Regions from separate parts of the Mus musculus genome. Here region 2 is linked to region 1. Evidence: chromatin contacts called from public Hi-C data. All regions are on one chromosome and are shown on one strand. Each heading gives the region's core, a stretch centred on a gene start, on an enhancer-like site or on the middle of the called end of the contact. The rest is flanking DNA. Distances are from core to core; before and after follow the strand shown. Region 1 has its middle 37 kb from the start of 9530059O14Rik. Region 2 holds the start of 9530059O14Rik (RIKEN cDNA 9530059O14 gene).

The links. A called contact is a pair of places that touch in the nucleus more often than the background predicts.
Region 2: a Hi-C map of the N1E-115 cell line shows a contact between it and region 1, with 7 times the contacts expected there. The contact joins the promoter of 9530059O14Rik here to the enhancer-like site in region 1. A contact is called at or near these places in 6 of 484 Hi-C or Micro-C datasets (the N1E-115 cell line, cerebral cortex, cortical glia and 2 more) and 2 of 115 datasets of contacts at active chromatin or transcription factors (embryonic fibroblasts and embryonic stem cells).

Annotation. Positions count from the first base shown.
Region 1 is chr9:122,532,367-122,538,667 of GRCm38.p6, forward strand. No RefSeq gene overlaps it. Among named protein-coding and RNA genes, the nearest start is that of 9530059O14Rik, 37 kb to the right of the region's middle. Within about 2 kb of position 2,350, at least 24 of the 459 cell types and tissues checked have an H3K27ac peak or open chromatin away from gene starts, as enhancers often do. A contact at or near this core is called in the N1E-115 cell line, cerebral cortex, cortical glia and 1 more, where this site is marked.
Region 2 is chr9:122,568,721-122,575,021 of GRCm38.p6, forward strand. It overlaps 9530059O14Rik (RIKEN cDNA 9530059O14 gene), which reads left to right and starts at 3,781. Exons shown (of 2, transcript NR_015610.2): 1 at 3,781-4,044.

The DNA of each region.
Region 1 (6,301 bases), core at 1,100-3,599:
CACCCACTTTTCCATAGATGGTTTCCAAGAGACCCGCTTAGTAGAACCAGTATCATTCAGAGTCTCTTCATCTATGTAGTCACCAATATCTGTAAACACCCAGAAGCACAGTGAACCAGGACGTTGTCCTTAGCTTTAACACATCTCAGTTTGCCGTAGAAGGCTGGCCCTTAAAATTAACAGCTTGTAGACGTTCCTTCGAGCAAATCTAAGTTCCTCCAGAACTTCTCATCTATTAGGCTTCTGGTATTTTAATTGTTTTGTGAGTATCTGGGCTGTTGGACTTCAGTGAGCCTTGTCACATTGAAATGTGAATCTGAGTTGTGCTTCTATGGCCTGGGTCACAACCAAGTGGAGAAACAAACAGGAGCATAGTGTGAGTTTGTGAAGTTCAAATGGGGTAGGATCAGATTATCTTGACTGGAAGCAATTTCTACCCTTGCAACTACAGAGCACAGAGAAGCAGGAGCCTCAGCATACTCTCAAAATCGGAGGTGTGTAGGGTGCCATTTCATTTGTCTCTGTGGACATTTGTTTCAGATAAGCAGCTGACTCAGTCCTGTGGACACACTCCTCTGTGGTACTCAGTATTCTCTCAAAATCTCATCATTTGCTTTTTTGATTTGCCCTTAATGCTGACCCAGGAAGGGAAGGGTGCCCATATTAGAACTGGTGAAATGTGAAGAAGGGGAAGGAAGCCTGCAGGAAAAAATGACTCTCACTTAGCAGCAAGGTTGCCTGGGTGTTAACCAGCTTATTATGTCCCTTCTTGCCCTTCTTTCTTTGTAAAAACTCACCTGGCTTTTGTGTGCACGTGTGTTGGTGCACCTGTATGCATATGTGTGTATGTATGTATGCATGTATGTACATATATATGTATGTATATGTGTGTGTATGTGTCTTGGTGCACCTGTATGGGTATGTGTACATGCATGTGTGCATGTGTGTTTATATGTATAGGTATGTTTATGTGTGTATGTATGTATGTACATATATATGTATGTATATGTGTGTATGTGTATGTGTGTGTATGTGTCTTGGTGCACCTGTATGGGTATGTGTACATGCATGTGTGCATGTGTGTGTATATGTATAGGTATGTTTATGTGTGTATGTATGTATGTTATGTATATATGTGTGGGGGTGTATGTGTGGTTGTATATGTGTGTAGGTATGTATGTGTTTATGTATATTTGTATATAGTGTGTTTTTTACATGTGTTGTGTACCTGTATGCATGTATGTGTGTAGGCTTGTGTATGTATATGTATATACATATTTGTAGATATATGTGTGTGTGTGTATCTATATATCTTTGTGAGTGTGTACGTGTGTGTATGTGTATTATTGTATATGTTCATGTGTGGGCATGTGTGTATATGTATGTGTATGTACATATACATATATGTGTGTACATATATAGGTATATGTATTGCTTATGTGTGTATGTGTATGTATGTATATATGTATGTGTGTGTATGTGTGTATGCATGTACATTCATATGACAGTCAAAGGTTGATGTTAGGTGTCTTGTTCAATCTCCACCTTATTTTTGAGGCAGTCTGTCACTGAACCTAGAACTTGGTTAGGATCTTTTTGTCTCTATGCCACAATACTGTGATTACAGGTGCAGATGTCTGGCCTGTTGTGAGGTTGTTGGGTCTCTTAACTCAGGACCTCAAGCTTGTGCAGCAAACACTTTACTGACTGAGCCATCTCCCCATTCCTACCTTCTTTCCATCATTCTTTCCTTTGTCCTGTAAGCCAGTCACACTGAAGGCAGCTTTGGCACAGATAGCCTGCTACATCCTTAGGTGTTGGCTTGCAGAGGTAGTTAAAACTACCTCTGGGTGCTGGGCCTGATGCAGCTTCAGTGTCCTATGCCTGTTCCCACGCAACAAACAGGGGCACTGGGACCCACCTCATTTTCTTGAGGATGCCCAGGCTGTACCAGTACTGAAGCTGGCAATTAATGTCTGCTGGGCTTTGAAGGGCCCCAGAGCCTGCTGCTCACTTGGGGTTCTGGCAGGATCCCATTGATGATTTTATAAACACGAGCTTCCCCCTCTTTCTCTTTGAATATTTGCTTATATACAGTTTCTCACTTTCCTTCCCATCTCCCCCCTCCCTTCCCACGTACACACTAGAATAACTCACTTCTGCGGCACTGTCAGAGAACGGCTGCGGAAGCCTGTGGTCTCTTCCCTTAGCTGGCAAGCCGCCAGGCAGGGAGAGGGGGGTTCTGGCCCCGAACCAAGGACACAATTATCGACATGCTTAGCATCGTCTCCTTCAAGGGCCCCGCTAATGAGATAATCTGCCATGCAGGTCTTTTGCCATGCTCATTTCAGGGCGGGGCAGGGAGAGCTCGGTCTCAGAATTCCCTTAGAGCACTGCGGAAAAGTGGAGTCCCCTGGCCCAGCCTGATGTTTCCTTTCGTTAAAACAAACAAACAAAAGCACCTTAGAGTGTGTATGTACCACTAAGTCATCTTGTTTGCCCTGGTCTGATGTTTCTTAGGAGTAAGTCCATTTCCAAATCCAGACTGGCTAAAGTACCTGCAAATTGAGCACATAGCAGTGTCGCCGAAAAGCTCACATGTCCAACGGAGATAAAGTGCTCCAACTCTGAAATTAATCACAACCAGTTGTCTCTAAAGGCCAGGACAGAAGCCTGCCTGCTTTCAGTGATGCAGCCTGTGACAAATGACATCTGAGGTCACACCATCCGCAGTCTTTCTTCTGGTGCTGTGAAGACCAAGCTCATGCCCATGTGACAGGCCTGACAATGTGGGAGGCACCCACAGTGAACACCCACTCTGTTTGCAGCAGCATCAGAAACTCTGATTATATCTCATTACATATGCCCATGCTCACAAAACCCAGGCTGCAGTAATGCCACAGGCAGGAATGAGCAGCAGGATGGATGGACAGGTAGAACCAGGTAAGGCCCACAGCTAATCAGCCCTGTAGGTGAGCTGAATTGCATATGGACACATGGCTGGGGGCTGCTGACAGCTGACATGTTTTTTTCCCCCCAGAAAAGCCAAGTATCTAAAATGTGACATGAAATCTCTGGTTTTTCAATTAGCGTTTAAATACTCTTTGAACAACATGCAAGCTCCATCATGTACCTGTCATGAGTGGGATCCTCCCTGTGGCCCCGAAGATAGCTGTCAAGCATGAACCAAAGCCTCCTGGGGGAGTTCATGATACCCATGAACTCTGCAGAGACCTTCCTGTTCACATTGTTCAGGGGAGAGGCTGAAGGAGAGACGCACATTCTCTAATAATATTTCTAGACTCATAGCAGCTGAGAGACTTGCAGTGGGAGACTGCCTCTGCGTCAGCCTACAGTGACAAAGCATCCTGTCACAGCCAAGCCAGAGATGCTGGGTCACTCGGGCTCAGGGACAGGCAGACCTCGAAATCCAGGTGAACCCAGGAATTTGGGCCATGTAGCCTCAGTCAGTGGATACTGGATAGAGCCCCAGTATCAGGAAGATAAATGCTGGGCTGTTTGGGCTAAAACAAGGGCACAGCCCAGGCATGGTGGGGTATGCCAGTAATCTCAGCACTGGGGAGGTAGGAGCGGAAGGATTGAGGATCTAAAGCCACCTCCATTCTAAGACCCTGTTTCTTTTTTTTTTCTTAATTTTTTTATTATTTAAAAGCATTTTATACATCAAACATATTAAGAATATTAAGTATTTTGAGAATCAAATAATACATAAAAATTGTTCAACTTTTGTATTCATATCCTTTCATACCCCAAAACTATTAATGAATATTTACTACTATGCATAACTGAGGATCCTATATCTAATATTGAATACTAAATTGTTTCAAAACATACAAAATATTCTTTGGGATTAAAGCATAGTAAAAGAACATAACATATTAAAAATGAATAATTAAGAAATATATTCAAAAGCCCTTATATGATACCACCTGACATAGTAAGAGAGTATTTAAAATACATTATATATCTGTGTACATTGTCTAACAATCAGTTTACTTTAAAAAGATTACCAGTGTTTCTAGGAGAGAAATTATTTTTATCAGTAAGTATATTTTAAAAATTTCAAAACAGCAAAATTCTTTGAAGTTAAATATTAAGAAAATGCTCATTTCAAGCACAGTTTAACAATATTTCCATGATGTTTGAAGAACATGATTTTAATATTTTCAACTGTTAACGTTCAACAAGCAGAATAATTATTTTAAGATATGTTTCATTGTTATGTCTCCCCTTTTATTTCTGATATTATTATTTTGAGTACTGCCTCTGTGCCCTCTGGTTAGTCTGGCTAGAGGTTTATCTATCTTGTTGATTTTCTCAAAAACCCAGCTCCTGGTTTTGTTGATTCTTTGCATAGTTCTTTTTGTTTCTATTTGGTTGATTTCAGCCCTGAGTTTGATTATTTCCTGCCATCTACTCCTCTTGGGTGTATTTGCTTCTTTTTGTTTCAGGTGTGCTGTCAAGCTGCTAGTGTAAGGTCTCTTCAGTTTCATTTTGGAGGCACTTAGAGCTATGAGTTTTCCTCTTAACCACTGATTTCATTGTGTCCCATAAGTTTTGGTATGATGTGTCCTCATTTTCATTAAATTCTAAAAAGCCTTTAATTTCTTTATTTCTTCCTTGACCAAGTTATCATTGAGTAGAGCATTGTTCAGCTTCCATGTATATGTGTGATTTCCATTGTTTTGTTGATATTTAAGACCAGCCTTAGTCCGTGGTGATCAGATAGGGTGCGTGGGATTATTTCAATCTTCTTGTATCTGTTGAGGCCTGTTTTATGACCAATTATATGGTCAATTTTGGAGAAGGTACTGTGAGCTGCTGAGAAGAAGGTATATTCTTTTGCTTTAGGATGAAATGTTCTATAAATATCTGTTAGATCCATTTGGTTCATAACTTGTTAGTTTCACTGTGTCTCTGTTTAGTTTCTGTTTCCATGATCTGTCCATTGCTGAGAGTGGGATGTAGAAGTCTCCCACTACTATTGTGTGGGGTACAATGTGTGCTTTGAGCTTTAGTAAAGTTTATTTTATGAATGTGGGTGCACTTGCATTTGGAACATAGATGTTCAGAATTGAGAGTTCATCTTGGTAGATTTTTCCTTCGATGAGTATTAAGTGTCCTTCCTTATCTTTTTTGATAACTTTTGGTTGAAAGTCTATTTTATTCAATATTAGAATGGCTACTCCAGCTTGTTTCTTGGGACCATTTGCTTGGAAACTTGTTTTCCAACCTTTTACTCTGAGGTAGTGTCTGCCTTTGTCACTGAGGTGCATTTCCTGTATGCAGCAAAATGCTGGGTCTTGTTTATGTATCCAGTCTGTTAGTCTATGTCTTTTGGGGGAGATTGAGTCCATTGATGTTAAGAGATATTAAGGAAAAGTGATTGTTACTTCCTGTTATTTTGGTGTTAGAGGTGGGATTATATTTGTGTGGCTATCTTCTTTGGGGTTTATTGAAAGATCACTTTCTTGCTTTTTCTAGGATATAGTTTCCTTCCTTGTGTTGGTGTTTTCCATTTATTATCTTTTGTAGGGCTGATTTTATGGAAAGATATTGTGTAAATTTGGTTTTGTCATGGAATAACTTGAATTCTCTGTCTATGGTAATCGAGAGTTTTGCTGGGTATAATAGCCTGGGCTGGCATTTGTGTTCTCTTAGGGTCTGTATAACATCTGCCCAGGATCTTCTGGCTTTCATAGTCTCTGGTTAGAAGTCTGGTGTAATTCTGATAAGCCTGCCTTTATATGTTACTTGACCTTTTAATATTCTTTCTGTGTTTGGTGCATTTGGTGTTTTGATTATTATGTAACTGGAGGAATTTCTTTTCTGGTCCAATCTATTTGGAGTTCTGTAGACTTCTTGTATGTTCATGGGCATCTCTTTCTTTAGGTTAGGGAAGTTTTCTTCTATTATTTTGTTGAAGATATTTACTGGCCCTTTAAGTTGGGAATCTTAGCTCTCTTCTGTACCTATTATCCTTAGGTTTCATCTTCTCATTGTGTCTTGGATTTCCTGGATGTTTTAGGTTAAGAGCTTTTTGCTTTCTGCATTTTCTTTGACTGTTGTATCAATGTTTTCTATGGTATATTCTACACCTGAGATTCTCTCTTCTATCTCTTGTATTCTGTTGGTGATGCTTGCATCTATGACTCCTGCTCTCTTTCCTAGGTTTTCTAACTCCAGGGTTGTCTCCTTTTGTGATGTCTTTATTGTTTCTATATCCATTTTTAAATCTTGGATGGTTTTGTTCATTTCCTTCACCTGTTTGATTGTGTTT
Region 2 (6,301 bases), core at 2,531-5,030, 38 kb after region 1:
AGCCCAGAAAGAATGCGACAAGGCAAAGCATGCCGTCCTGTCAAAGAAGGAACCATGCAGAATGCCAGTTGGAGAAGGATTTAGAGGAGGGTGCTGGAGCCTCGGGGACGCCCTCCCGTGCACCTTTCAGGAGGTGATGGGCGGCGAACGAACCTCCCCGGAGCAGTAACCGAACCCCGCCACGCACGGAACCAGGTGAGTGCTGGACCCAGAGCGGAGGTGAGGCCTCCCGGCGACCGCCGCAAGCGTGCTGGGCAGCGTGGTTCGCAGAGGCGGCGCCGGGTCTCGGAAGCTGCGGCGGAGACGCCAAGGAGGCTGAGAGTGCGGAGAGGGTGGGGCGTTGCGGAGATCCCGCCGGCGCCAGCCGAGGAGCAGCGGCTGGCTGAGGGCGCGCTCACCCAGGCACGTGGGTGTGGAGCCACCGGCGCCGCCCGGCCTGCGCTCTGCAGCACCGCAGCGCGGGTGCAGGCGCGGGAGCAACCGCGCTGGGGAGGGCTGGGACGCGCCACATCCTGGCCCGACGCCTGGAGGCGCTCTCCACGCGCGTCCTTTCCCCGCTGCCCGGGCCTCCTTGAATCTCCCGAGTGGGAAACCGGAAAGCTGGAGGCTTTGTCCAAGGGTGGTTGGGGACACTGGAGCTTCCAAACCTTTCGCCCACACCCCTGACTAGGGATGACGGGGCAGAGACATATGGACATTGACCTGCCTACGGAGCACATTAGGGGTTTGCGGGGACTCTACCCACAACTGAGCCCGGGACCTTGGAGGAGTAGTCAGGTTCCACGTTGGTGGACCCCGAGCCGGGGCAGCAGCGGATCGCCGTCGTGGGTTCCCCGCAACGGCTGCGCCCAGCCCTGGGCAGCCACGCGCGCCTAGTGGGGGTGCAGCAGAGTGCGCTGGGGACGAAGATGGTGGGCGGGCGTGAGGTGAACAGCCAACAGGGGTGGGGGTGGGGTGGAACGGCAGAAAGCATGAGAAGGTAGCGGTCCCACTGTTGCAGCAACCCTGCGGTAGGCGGGAACGAGACGACAGGATCAATGTGGTGCCTGCCAGGCGCACAGCGGACCGGACAGGCAGGCCTTGGTCCGCTCTAGTAATGAGCAGAGGGGAGACTGCCGACTCAGAATCTTACTGGTGCTGGCCAGTGTGCAGGGATTTAGCCACAGGAACTTGGAGGAAGGAAAGAGAGGGGGACCGTGCCTGGCCTATAGAAGGGGATGATGACGCTTAGCGCAGCTCTTGAGGACATGCCTGCAGACAGGGAGCCTCCGAAATCCTTTTCACCCTGGGACCCCAAACCTGCCATTTGTCCCATTCCACCACGCCCTCTTCGTAGCTTCCCAAGATTGACCCGTCGATACTTCCAGATCCCTTTTAGATTGAAAATCAGGTCAGATTCTGCACTTTATCAACATGCCCCACCCCTGTCGCCATTAAGCAGCTTCTCACAACCCTGAGGTGTGGTCACTCCGAAGGCACAGTTCCACAGACCTCTGACCGCGCCGCAGGAGGACGCTGAAAGCAAATGCTCTGCAGCGACTTGTCCTGTTCAATATCATCCCCATTCATCCCGGCTGTTGTGTGTTTTCTCAACAGGGCGTGACCCTGTAGACAAGCAGGGCTCGAAGTCAGGGACCTACCCCAATTCAGACACTGTCGCGAACACTCCCTACACTACAAGGCGTGTCAGTCTCTGCATCAGCCACTCTGGGCTGCCTCTCTCAATGGTACTCAAGGGTCGGACACGTGAAAGTCCAGGATCTGATACCACACATCTCCAGCTGTGCCGGACCCAACGTGTGTGTGTGTGTGTGTGTGTGTGTGTGTGTGTGTGTGTGTTGCATTTAACTCCACCATCATTCCCAGATATGCAACATAAAGCATTGAAGGGAGAGGGAGGCAAAAACAAAAAAATTAGGATCTACAGTTTCAAGTTCAAAATCACAACCTTGAGACTCTGAAGGAGTATTCACCTCCTTCCTGTCTAGGCTACCGGATATCATATCTTTGAATACACGCCAGACCCTCAGGAATTATCTCTTCGGGCGATGCCACAAGTGAGCAGTATTCTCTCAACTTCCCAGATCCTTGCTAAAAAGGTGTGTGTGTGTGTGTGTGTGTGTGTGTGTGTGTGTGTGTGTGTGTGTAGTGGATTATTTTCCCCCTTTTATATATAGTGTAGTTTTGAGAAGGGCAGCGAGGCATCTGCTTGGAAAATAATATACTTCTTAATTTGACAGGCCCCTCTCTCCCATGGTAGCTTTTCGGAGTCCTCCAAAGTTCTGTCTAGCGTTGGTGCCCGAAGCTTTGCATGCAGTTAAGCTTCCTACTAAGCAAACCTGCTGGACATTTGTCCTGTGCCCAGGGAAGCACACAAGTGTCATGAAGGGGTTGGGGAAAGACCCTCTGGGTTAAGGGAGGCGTTGCTTCGCGGGTAGAGGTTGAGAGGGAAGTTGGAGTGCAATGGGACCATTAAGTCCCACCTTCTTCCCCCATCTGTGCTTTGGACTATGCGGTTTCTGCCTTGGCCAAAAACCGCATCCACGTCCAAATACAGTACAAAACTCTCTTGGACAGAAGTTAGAAAGAAGCCAGTGTAGAGAGAGACAGTTTGCTTCTAATAATCTCATAAGAATGCCCACAGTATGGCCCAAGTGGCGAGCAGATTCACGGTCCCCATGTGCTGCTGGGGTTGTCGCAGACGCGTCCACGGGCGTCGCAGCGGACGTGACACCGCATTTTCTCTGAATTCCTGCCATCTAGGATGGTGCAACCAAGGGAGGGGGTCATGGGGAAGCAGAGTGCAAGGCTGCAGAATCCGTTCTCTGCAGAGAACTGGAGCGAGCATGGAACAGCGCAACTCCGAGGGCGTTCACATTCGAGAGAAAAGCAACGCCCGGTCGTGGGTGGTTAATTGCCGGCTTCCCACAACCATGAGGCACGTCCCTGGCGGCGTCACTACCTTATGTTTTAATTTGACCTTTATTGGATCTTTGCTCCCCTGGGCTGAGGACTGGACTTGCACTCAGAAGACCACTGCCCTCTCTGGGGAGGGTGGGCCTTCTACTGCGGTTCCCTTCTCCTGAGGGAGCCTGTTCGAGTTCAGAACCTTGTAGACCTTGGAGTTATCAGGCATTCCCGGGCGTGGTCTAGTCGTGGGTTGCGGGGTTTTCTAGCCTTGGAACTGGGCGGTGTCTGCAATGCATCGCATCGCCTTAAGCTGTTCTCGGGTACTCACTCTCGCCGGTGCGCAGAAAGAGACAGAGAGGGGAGGGGTCACGCTTGACTATGAAGTGCCGGTGGGGTCTATTCAGAGTGTCAGTGTGTGTGTGTGGGGGGGGGGGGGGCTGCAGCAGAGGAGGGAGGGTTCTACTGCCAAGGGCAGGGCGGAGGACTGTGAAGGCCGGTTGGTAGTGTGAATGCCTTCCCAGGTTCAGCTGCGGTGATCACCCGGCACTGCAGCTAAAGGAGCTGGTTGCACCTTGCGTGCTCCCCCGCCTTCCCTGTGTTCCCCGGCTTTTCCGGGAGGAAAGATGGGGTGCCCATAGCGGGTGGGGCGCGCCGGCTGCCCAGTCGGGCGGTCACGTGTCCCCCTCCCCCTCCTACTGCAGCGGGAGTTCCAATCAGAGCGCGCCAGGGGGCTCCTCCCGGGCAGGAACCACCGGGCTCCGCGGCGCGGGGTGGGCCGCCATCACCTGACCGCCCGCCCCCGCCCCCCGCGAGTAAGGGGCGGTGGTAGCGTCTGCTCGGTTACAAATGGCCCCTCCCGCCCCGCTCGCCCGCTCGCTCGAGCTCGGCGCGGACCCGCCCGGGAGCGCTCCTCGCAGCAGCTGCCCGGGTTCCCACCGCCCTACCGGGCGCGAGCGATCAGACTACCTCGGAGGGCGCGCTCAGACACCCAGATGTCCGGCCACCTCAGTGGGTACCCTCGGCACCCTGTGATCCGACCACCCGCGGAGGCGCGCTAGCCCTCTGGGTGGGCGTGCTGGGCTTCTCTGCGGCGGAAGTCTGGACCACAGATTGTGACTTCTTTTCTAGCAGTAGGTGAGTGCCCAGCGGGAGCGCAGGCATGGGATGCCCTCCTACTGTGTGGGAACCCCGGGATCCTCTAGGGCACAGGAGGTTTGGTGTAATGACTAAGTCAAGCTTGCAGAACAAGTCCGAAGTCACTCGCCTTCTGGGCCTCTTTTTCGAGTTTCCCCAGTCCCTGGTTTGGGAAAGCGCTTTGATTTGAGGAATTCTTGTCTTGAGATACTTGACAAAGGTTGAAAAGACACTCAGATAGGAGCCGGGAGCTCTAGCTAGCTGGCGCAGGCTGGGTACACCCGGCGTGTTTGAATGTGGGGGGCGGGGGCCCTTTTGAGAATCAGCCCTGGGTAGGGCTAGGGCGAAGCCTCTGCGTTGGTCCCGTCACTCTGTCCCCAAAAGCCACTTGAAATGCCAAGGAGAGAAGAAACAGTGGCTGTAGATGTTGCTAACCAGCTAACCCCCTCCGTTTCTGATCTACCCCTGTGCTGCAGGTTATTCTGCCAAGGATGTGTGAGACTTGGAAGCGCCTAGGATACACCATTTTTACTTTATGACTTTTTGGCAGAAAATATGCGTTAAAGTGTTGAATTACGAGGGAAGATGGAGAAAATAACTTAATTCGCGTTTTTGTAAAGTTTTTGTTTTAAATGCAAGGCAGTAGAGATGTAGGTATTTGAGTCATATTTTGCGACTATACTTTTGGCTTTATGGTCCATATGTTCCTTATAACCTTTCAAACAAAACCCTAGGGAAAAAAATAGAAATAAATAAAAACCAAGGTGTGTGTGTGTGTGAGAGAGAGAGAGAGAGAGAGAGAGAGAGAGAGAGAACACAGGACTTCTGGGGAACAGAAGACAACCTCCTTTGATGAGTACAGTGATGGCCAATTTAATTTGTCATGTGCCACTGAAGGGGATGTCAAGCTGATAACATGCAGACTGGAGAGAAAATGAAGTAGGAGTTGCCCCTAGAGGAAGAAATAAGCCCTGATCCAATTACGCTGGGGAGAGAGCTGAAGGCTAGCCCTTCTGCACTGGAGCTGAGTCTTCTCAGTGGAGGTGGAAGGGTGCAGTTTGGGATACAAGCTCTGAATTCAGACACCCAGCAGCATAAAGGTGTGTGTGTGTGTGTGTGTGTGTGTGTGTGTGTGTGTGAGAGAGAGAGAGAGAGAGAGAGAGAGAGAGAGAGAGAGAGAATGGGTGTGTCCAAAGACAGCTCTTACCCATTTACTCTAGCTGCACTTGCTGAAGGGTTGAGAGGTGTGCTGACTCATAAGGCTGCCAGCAGAGCTTAGCACAGTTAGATTTCACTTCTAGACCTTAACCACATTATATATATATATATATATATATATATATATATATATATATATTATAAATATATATAATATATATATATATATATTCATTCTTATCAGTCTCCTCCCTAGGAGATTTTCCTTGGGCTTTTAGATTCACCCCCTTCATTTTGATAACCACCATCTGCACTGGTGCACACATCTCATTTGGCCTGACACAAAGGTTTTCATCTCCCTTGTAACATTAGAAACAGTGACAGTCTTAACCACCCCATTATGTTCAAGGTATTTGTGGAGAATATTGGAAAACCAGAATGTGAACAATTCAGTTTTCTGAACAGCAGAGAATCTCTTTGCCATTACACTGCAAGACCAGGGAGCCCCACCCTTCTTCTGAGTGTCTGCATGACACCAGGGAAGGAACCCTGCAATTGCAGCAGTGCAGGGCGAGGCAGCATCGGGCTCTGTGATGCCTGTGCTCATGTGCACTAATGTTGGAGAGGGGCTTCGACTCCTGTGCAGCCTTCAAAACCTAATATTACTCCACTTCACCTGTCAGCTTCGCAAACCAGTATTTGTAATAACTCTGAGAGGCTGATTTTGTTGGAGAAGACAGAGTGAGAACTGCTTCTAAACTTTAAGGTCGGGGAGGCTGAAAGACACGTCGAGAACAAACATCAAAGGCGTTGGATCTCCTGATAAGATTTCTTAATAAAAATAAGGGTTTGGGTTTTTAGTGTCTTTTTGTTTGTTTGTTTTTTAATGAGGTTTTCAGGTAATATACAGAATAAGCCAGCATGTGTGATAGTTAAGCATCCGGTATCTTCATGAGAACAGGAAGAAGAAATAAATGGATGCACTAGCCCTTTACTGCAAGCTCCACCAAGAAGAACTGAGTCAGGACATGCCACATATGATTAGAGGAAGCCACCTCTGCAAAGACAAGATTTCAAATCTATAGGAAAGAGTATTATA